Regions from separate parts of the Oryctolagus cuniculus genome. Here region 1 is linked to region 2. Evidence: chromatin contacts called from public Micro-C data. All regions are on one chromosome and are shown on one strand. The core of a region is the stretch at or near the end of the contact, and the rest is flanking DNA. Distances in the headings are between cores, read along the strand shown. Region 1 overlaps ZNF217 (zinc finger protein 217). Region 2 has its middle 140 kb from the start of BCAS1.

Region 1 (4,281 bases), core at 863-3,362, 270 kb after region 2:
TCTGCTCTGAGCATAGCTGACCACTTCTGCTTCTCCCTAGGTTTTGGAAACCCCGTCTCCGGGTCGCTGGGATTGACTTGCTGCTCAGTTGAATCACCTGCTCAATGGAGACGAGAACTAGGGCTTTGTGCTGACTCATACTTGAATCAAAACCCTGGGGAGTCTGCATGCCTTGTCTGTGGACAGGACCAGTGCCAGTCTCCATCACGAGCCTCCGGAAACTTCCACGGTCTCCCTGCGCTGTCGTCCTGGTCGCTCGCTCTGGCGTTGCAACCCGGGGCTGCTGGAGGTGGCAGTGACGAGTCTTGTTACAAGTGGCCTTATTCCAACTCCAGAAGTCCCCCCAGAGGAAGCTCGCGACTCTTACCTTGTGCCCAGCCCTGAGGCAACAGGAAACATGCCCACCCAGTCCCTCCTCGTGTACATGGATGGGCCGGAGGTCATTGGCAGCCCCCTGGGCACCCAGGTGGAGATGGACGACGCCGTGGCGCTCCGAGGGGCCGCCGCCGTGCCCTTCAGAGCCCCGACGGAGAGGAGCGTCATCCAGATGGAAGGCTGCATGCCCTTGGACTGCATGTTCTGCTGCCAGTCCTTCGGCCACGCCGACGACCTCAACAAGCACGTCCTGACGCAGCATCGGCCCACCCTCTGCGAGCCCGCAGTGCTGCGGGTGGAAGCAGAGTACCTGAGCCCGCTGGACAAGAGTCAGGTGCGCGCCGAGCCCCCGAAGGACAAGAGCTGCAAGGAGAACGAGGAGTTCAGCTGCGAGGTGTGCGGGCAGGCGTTTCGGGTGGCCTTCGACGTCGAGGCCCACATGAAGAAACACAAGGACTCCTTCACTTACGGGTGCAGCTTGTGTGGGAGACGATTCAAGGAGCCGTGGTTCCTGAAGAACCACATGCGGACACACAACGGCAAGTCGGGGGCCAGGAACAAGGCGCAGCAGGGCCTGGAGAGCCCGGTGACCATCAACGAGGTGGTCCAGGCGCACGCGGCCGGGAGCATCTCGTCGCCTTACAAGATCTGCATGGTCTGTGGATTCCTGTTTCCAAACAAAGAGAGTCTAATAGAGCATAGCAAAGTGCACACCAAAGACACTACGTCCTGCCCCAGCAGTGCACAGGCAGCCTCCCAGCCCGAGGGCGCGCCATCTCCCAGGGAAGAGTTCTTGCAGTGTTTGGACTTGAGACCCAAAGCGCACCCGGAGCGCGTGCAGAAGCAGGTGCAGTGCATCCCTCAGCTCGACCCCTTCACCACCTACCAGGCCTGGCAGTTGGCCACCAAGGGCAAGGTCGCCGTGGCCCAGGAAGAAGTGAAGGAGTCGGGGCAGGAAGGAAGCACCGACAACGACGACTCGTGCTCAGAGAAAGAAGAGCTGGGAGAAATCTGGAGCGGCGGCAAGTCCGAAGGCTCTGGGAAGTCCAGAGCGAAAGGCGGCTGCGCGGGGCTCTCGCAGGAGAAGGAGAAGCCCAGGCACTCGAGCGGCGACGGGGCCCCTGGGGACGTGGACGCCAAGCTGTCGGCCAGCAAAGAGAAGCCCACGCACTGCTCCGAGTGCGGCAAGGCCTTCCGCACCTACCACCAGCTGGTCCTGCACTCGCGGGTGCACAGGAAGGAGAGGAGGGCCGAGGCGGGCTCGCCGACCTCGGCCCTGGACGGGAGGCAGCCGGGCACGTGCTCGCCCGAGCTCGCCAGCAGCCTGGACGAGGGCGGAGCCGTAGACCGAGGCGAAGGCGGCTCCGAGGATGGCTCTGAGGATGGCCTTCCCGAGGGTCTCCATCTGGGTGAGCTGATCCCCGGGGTCCCGGGCACACAGGGGCTGCAGGGTGGACCCTGGCTGTGGAGGTGTCTGTCTCCCTGTTGGTGACAGTTCTGTGGTCTGTTTGCTCAGGGGACACAGGTGTTTCACAGTTGGGTGATGGTGCCCTCTGTTGACGTTTGGTGATGTGTAGTGACATTCTTGGTGGTCAGAGCTCTGTGTGTGGTATTGTGCGTGCCCATACATGCTGGCACCCGCAGGGCAGAGGCCAGGGCATGGTGCGCAGGGCTTCTGGCACCCCACCCGGTGTTTTGTGATGGCCGAGAGACCCCATCCCTGCCCTGAGCTCCTGTGGCTCCCTCTGTGTCTGTTGGGGCTGGCTTCCCACGTGTGGATCCCAGGGGGGTTCCGAGGCCACAGGAGTTACTGGGCATGAGCGAGAACAGGAAGCGTTAGGCAGGGGCAGCCCGTCCTTTCTGTCCTGGAGGCTGGTGCCCTCTGACCAGGAGCTCTGACGATTTGCCTGTTAGACACAGGAAATGGGAACGCACCAGGCTGTTTGGAAGAAATTCCGTTTGCTTGGTGAAGTCTGACGTGGCCGATCCCTGGGGCCGGCTGAGCTTCCAGCCACAGGACATGGTGTGAAGAAAGGATTCTGCTGCTTAAGAGCAGTTACAAAAAGCCCTCACCTGTGGGCACAGTCAGCAGGTGCATGATGAGAGCATGGGGTGGTCTCCGGGACATGGTCGCTCACACAAGGGGCTGTCAGTTGGGACGGATGCCCTGTCCTCTCTCAGCCTCACTCACTGAAGTCCTCCAGGGACTGTGTGTGTGTGTGGGCCCTGGTGAACCTGACCACAGCACCTTGAACTCTGCACCTGCATGGAAGCTGGTGCCCAGGTCTTCTTTCTGATCATGGTTTGACATGTTTGATGTGAGGGCAGTAGTTTTTCTTTCATATTTATAATTTTTTTTAAAGATTTATTTATTTATTTGAAAGTCAGTTACATAGAGAGGAGAGGCAGAGAGAGAGAGAAAGGTCTTCCATCCAATGGTTCACTCCCCAATTGGCCGCAACAGCTGGAGCTGTGCCAATCCGAAGCCAGGAGCTTCTTCCGGGTCTCCCACATGGGTGCAGGGGCCCAAGGACTTGGGCCATCCTCCACTGCTTTCTCAGGCCATAGCAGAGAGCTGGATTGGCAGAGGAGCAGCCAGGACTCAACCGGCGTCCATATGGGATGCCGGCGCTTCAGGCCAGGGTGTTAACCCACTGCACTACAGTGCCGGCCCCTATAATGTTTTGTGTTCCTTGGGGTACAGGAAACCTAGCTCTGAGCACACTGCAAATCCTCAGTTTTCAGGAATTTAGGAAAACTTAACGGTGGCTCGATGACATAAAGCAGGCTTTAACTTAACCACTGAGCTTGTTGTCCGAGTGATGCCCTCTGTCCAGGGGCATGTGAGGCAGGAAGTGGCTGGTCATTTGCAGGTGGGGTGGAACAGCTGGGCGTGGTAGGGTGCCCTGCTCTCCGTCCCGGCGCTGTGCTGTGGTGCTCTGGCTCACCACGTGTTGCTCAGCCCATCTTTGCTCCAGTTTCCTTGTTTGCAAGATGGCTTCCTTGACCCTCCTTCCACCTGCCAGGGAGCGTTTCAGCAGGCTGGAGGTGAAAAGCTCCCAGCCCATTACAGTACAGAGCCGCCTGGACCAGGCAGCTGTGCGGGTTCCATGTCCTTGCTGTCCCAAAGTTAGGCGATGCCTTTATCTTGCATGATGCGGCATGGTGAAATCCGGACGCATAGTTGGAAGTGGGAAGCTGTGACAAGGTGCAAAGGCAAAGCCTTCTGGCTGGGCGTGAGCGTGAGGAAGCAAGCTTGGGCATTCGCTACTCAGGAAATTGGTTTTCCAGAGTTTGTCTAGACTTATCTTCTGTACGATCAGCCTGGCTTTCTTCAGACTTTCAGGAAGATCAAAAGCAGATGACACCTTAAAGGTGTCAGCTCTTAGGTCTTTCCTGTCTTAGATGTGGGTGCTTTTTCCCTGCATAGGAATTGTGGTGCAGTGCAGACGGTGCAGTCCTGCCCTAATGTAAAACCTGAAGGCTCACCAAGGCCTGCTTCTAAGCTGCTTTTTATTTTTTTTTAATATTTATTATTTATTTGAAAGGCATAATTACAGAGAGGCAGAGAGTGAGAACTTCCATCCACTCTTTCACTCCCCAAAATGGCCGGAATGGCCAGAGCTGCCCCAGTCAGGAGCCAGGAGCCAGGAGCTTCTTCTGGGTTTCCCACATGGATGCAGGGCCCCAAGGACCTGGGCCATCTTCTGCTACTTTCCCAGGCCATAGCAGAGAGCTGGATTGGAAGTGGAGCAGCCAGGACTTGAATCAGCTCCTAAGCTGCTTTTTAAAATGAGTGATCTGTGAGCAGTCTGAGATGTGCAATGTGGAGGGAGGGTCAGGGAACAGGCCAATTAATCGGACATAACAAGTTTTGCAAGACAAAACGACCAGTTCAATTAATTA
Region 2 (4,493 bases), core at 1,769-4,268:
ATATTGAGCTTTTCCTGAAACATATGACTGGCGGGTAGCACTGTGTCTGCAGTCTCACATGGAATCAGCCAGCTGGAGCTGGGCAGGGACCGGCAGCTTGGGGAGACAGGAGCTTTGCAGTTGTGCAGTTTTGCTCTTCCCTGTCTCCCCACTCCTGCCAGCCTCACACACCAGCACTGCTGCTCGGCCCTGTTGGACCGTGCACCACAGGAAGCACAGGCTAAAACCCAGCCTGCCACGTGCACACAAGACCCTGCCCCACCTGGCCCCCAAGCTTCTAATCTCAACCTTTCCCTTCACCCCCATCCTTTCTTGCACCACTAATAGCAGCTGACTCACAAAGAAATTGTTGCAGCCCTGAACCTAACTACCGCTCAAATGGCATGGCTGTTTCAGTTACTTAAATTGAAGTGGACGTACCCTGCTCAGAGAGGCCTTCCCTTTGGCTCAATACATCTCTCCTCAAATCATTAATGAAGTTGAACTTGCTGTGGACAGTGCATTTCAGCTTGCAGAAACTCCTACTGAAGCTCTTTATTTAGTCCTTGGGAGTTAAGTGTCTCGCTCAGCTCCAATGCTAACAGAGGAAGACAGAGATGCTGACAAAGATACATCTAATTCATTTAAAACCCCCAGGAGAAATGCACTGAGGATCGTTCAACCAGAATGCCGCTCACATTCACAGAGAAACACACACACACACACACACACACACCTCTTAACTGTTATCCTCTACATAATTTAATTGCTATGCATGATCATTGTTTTGCTCCACCTAATTATGCACAAATGAAAGTTGCTCATATAAACAATTTGGGATTATTTTTTGCAAAACTAGGTACCTTTTTTAAAAGTTTCTTTTGTACTAGGATTCTTTGAAACAGTAGAAGTTACCTGATGCCTACCTCAGATCCAGGTTCTCTTCTTCCCTAGTAACAAAATAGCAACCAGAAGGGGAGGGTGGGGGGGGGGAGAGTATTTTTTAAACTACATTTCCCAAACCCCTTTGCAGCTAAGGCGTGGCCATCTAATAGACTTCTAGCCAATGAGATGTCAGAAGCCATTAGGTACCCATTCTAGCTGCTTAAAGGCAGAGGGAGGCGGGGTGGTGTAGAGTGCTGACTCAGGTGAAACTGTGTGCCCTCCTCCCTTCCTGCTACCTGCAATTCTGTGTGACTGAGGGAAAGGCCAAAAAGTCTGGCCTTAAAATCCACACCACACCAGCACTGGACTTCACAGGCAGTGGGAAAAATAAATATCTGGTATTTGGGTATTCTGATTTAGGCAGGAAAACTATATTCTGTTCCAAGCTACTACAAATACCTTCTTCCCGTCGACTAGCTCATCAAAAAACCACAGCAAGGTCCTAATTAAGAGACAGCTGTAAATCCCATTCTATTCATGATGTCTCAAAATCCTGACTATGCTATTTCACCATGTTGTGTCTTTTGGCCCCAAGACAACCCGACCGGAACTGCATCAGCTTGCACACGCAAAACCAGTAATGTGGAGATCAGAGCCATCTGCAAAATCTAAACCCCAATTTTTATTTCCATTTGGGCCGAAAGCAAGATGTTCCTTTCGGAGGTGGGAGGCCCTCAGTTTCCCTCTTAACTCTGTGTGACTCAAGCTGAAAGCATCCCCCCCCAATCATTCTGGACTTTTCTGTAATCTCTGCTCCTTAATACGTGCAAGGCAGTGCCGGCCATCACCAACCGCTTATAAAAGCACCCCTGTCCCGGGTTGGGATCGGGGATACAACCCTGGCCAGTAGCTGTATCTCTCGCGCATCTGAGTATTTGCTTCAGTTCCCCACTTGTTTCTGTGTGAGGGTAGGCCTGACCTCCGAGCATGGCTGAACATGACTCATAGTCAAACCGAGAGTTTCAACGCTAAATGGGACAGCATCGCCATCTCTGCTTTCCTTCCAGCAGATTATTCAAATACCATCGAGTTGAAGTCAAGCTGTCCCACGTCCCGCACAATCTGGCTCCAAAGGCCCCGTCAGAGCCCCTGGGCGAGCTTCCTGCGCTGCACTGTAATCTTTCTCGGTGAATATGTGACGATTGCATGTTTTTGGCCCAATTCTCCCCTCCCGCCTCCTGTGCCCTAGAGATCCCGATGCCTCCTTATGAAAACCATGTGCGCCTTATCTCTTCCCATGCAGTGGCTGAAGCCAAAACGCAGGCTGGAAAACACTCCCCTGGCTGTACTGTTTCCCATCATGTCTCTCTGACACCTCCAGATAACTTGTTAGCATATTGTCCTCTCCTAGGCCGCGCAGCCCCGCTGGGCGTCTGGGGGCTTGATGACATCACCCCGGAATTTATAATTAGAACCAAAAAGGCCACATCTGTAACACCAGCAGGCAATTTGAGAAATGCTAAGAAGCTGCTGGGGAGACTCTAAATGAGGTTACCAGGAAAAGTTCTGGAAACAAGTGGCCAGTGGATCTTCCTCCTGCCAATGCCGCAGCATCAGCCACAGGCCAGGGCTGAGTGGAGAGGCTGGGGGCCAGCCTCTGGCATTGTACAGGCGCTGTCTCCGGCCATTGGCCCTTCCCAGGCAGAGCTGTGTTTCTCAAAGTTCCTGGAAGTCTTGGAGAAGGGGTGTGCATTTTGCCACTGTGGACCAGGCAGAGGGACGTTGGCTCTTTGAGATTTTATTCATTCCGTGTGCTTTCTCCTCCCAGCAGGGTCTTTGTGGCTGCCATCAAGGGTGTGTTCCTATGAGTAACAGAACCAGAGCTCTGCTGGGTAACGCGTTAGCCACTAGACACGTGCAACTGACTATTGAACACAAATCTAGACTTAAAAGATTAAATACGGCTCAGTGGCAGTAACTGCGTGTGGGCGGTGGTTCCCTACCGGACCCGCTTGGCCCCCTGGGAAACTCTCTTTGCACCGTGCCAGACTGGGTTTTCGGATCTGGCTCAGACACTCTGGCCAGGACACCTGCTGTGGGGGCGTGGTCGTTCCCAGATCCCTCTTTCACTCCCGGCGACTCGGCCACCCTCTCGCCCGGGGTGAGAACCCTTCTGTGGGTTGCGACTGCCCGGCTCTCCCCGCCTCCCCGACCCTCGCACCCACCCAGTCCAACTATCTCACTCGCAGGAGACAAACCAGCCAACCCCCGTGAGCGCGCTCTCCGCGCTCCCAAAGCGATCGTTTCCTTCTCGGCGGCTTCGGGTTTGCTTCTTTCTTCCCCTTGCCCAGGACAGCTCAGCCCGGCCTCTCTGCCCCGGGATGGCCGCAGATCGGACGGGAGTGGGGAGGCGGGAGGCGGCCCGGGCTTCCCGCGGCGACGCGCCCTCCCCGGCGCGCCCAGCAGAGGGCATCCGCGCCCGCGGGTCTCGGGGAGTCTCGGGGAGTCTCGATCGCTAGGGATTTTTTTTTTTTCTTTCCAGCAGTGACACTTTGTGCGAGAGCCGCAGTGCAAGGTGCCAGGCTAGGACGCGCGCCGCGGACCGGGCTTTGCGGAACACTCGGGACCCGCGGTCCTGCGGGCCGAGAGGAGCCCTCGCGGAAGGCGGGGCTGCCAGATTGTGGCGACCGTGAAAGACGGCCCTGGGGACCAGACGCGCACGATCTACGCAGCTTGCTTGGGCAGGGCTGTCCACACCGCACGCCATCGGTCGGGCGCAGCCTCTTGTTCGCTCTCTCCCTCGCCCTCTCCACGCCCTTCGCCTTCTCCCCGCTGTCGCCGCGTCCCTCCGGCCACTGAAAGGGCTCAAGTCTCCACCGCGCCGCCGGCCCTCGCCTCGCCCCGTCCTTGGAGAGCCTCGCGGGCGCCTTGGCTGCGCGCGCCCGCAGAGAGAGGCGCGGGACAGCGCCGGTTTGGGTCGGCGGTTTGGGTGCATTGAACATCTGTATGAGATGACAAGGCCCGTTTGTAAGGGGATGTAACTGCTCGTTTTACTGTTACCAGAACACTCACTGGAGGGGCTTCCCGATGGAAAACACCTGGTGCTCCTCCAGCCCACCTGCGGGGGAGATGAGCATGGGGCGAGGGGTGGGGGCCCCTTCCTGGAGGAACGGACACGGCGCCTGCGCCCGTCCTGGGGCCCGCCAGCAGCTGTTATTTCTTTCCTTCGTTGCCTCGAGCCCCCTCCCCAAGGCCTAGAGCGTGGCTTCTGCAGGCCAAGTACTCGTTGGAGGGAACAGAGTTACGCAGCCCGAGTGCAGCAGGTGAGGCGGGCCCTCCTGCCCTGGCCTCTGGGACTCTGTAAGTCCCCTGTGGGTGCTGAGGCCCTTTCCCTCAGCGAGGAACAAACGGCCACCCTCGCATGCAGGAGTCTTAGAGCTCCTGGAGCAGGGCTGCGTTGTGACATCGTGTTGACAATGTGCCTCTTACTCTCCTAAGTGTCTCAGAGGTAATAGGAACTGTCATTCACCGTGCAGAGAATTTAACACCAAGCCTGAGCAAGTTCAATCAAGTTAGAGACAAAGGGGGCAGTGGATGGAGGCAGGAGACTACACAGAGAGGTACTTGGA

What was found. Hi-C and Micro-C count contacts between places; a contact is called where the count stands out from the background.
Region 1: a contact with region 2 is called in a Micro-C map of ear pinna, with 15 times the contacts expected there. The contact joins two enhancer-like sites. A contact is called at or near these places in 3 of 6 Hi-C or Micro-C datasets (ear pinna, psoas muscle and an unstated tissue).

The regions. Positions count from the first base shown.
Region 1 is chr11:7,821,174-7,825,454 of mOryCun1.1, forward strand. ZNF217 (zinc finger protein 217) reads left to right here. Exons shown (of 7, transcript XM_008274158.4): 3 at 41-1,784. The coding sequence starts at 398. Among named protein-coding and RNA genes, the nearest start is that of ZNF217, 28 kb to the left of the region's middle. Within about 2 kb of position 2,113, at least 1 of the 8 cell types and tissues checked has an H3K27ac peak or open chromatin away from gene starts, as enhancers often do. A contact at or near this core is called in ear pinna, where this site is marked.
Region 2 is chr11:7,554,318-7,558,810 of mOryCun1.1, forward strand. No RefSeq gene overlaps it. Among named protein-coding and RNA genes, the nearest start is that of BCAS1, 140 kb to the left of the region's middle. Within about 2 kb of position 3,019, at least 4 of the 8 cell types and tissues checked have an H3K27ac peak or open chromatin away from gene starts, as enhancers often do. A contact at or near this core is called in ear pinna, where this site is marked.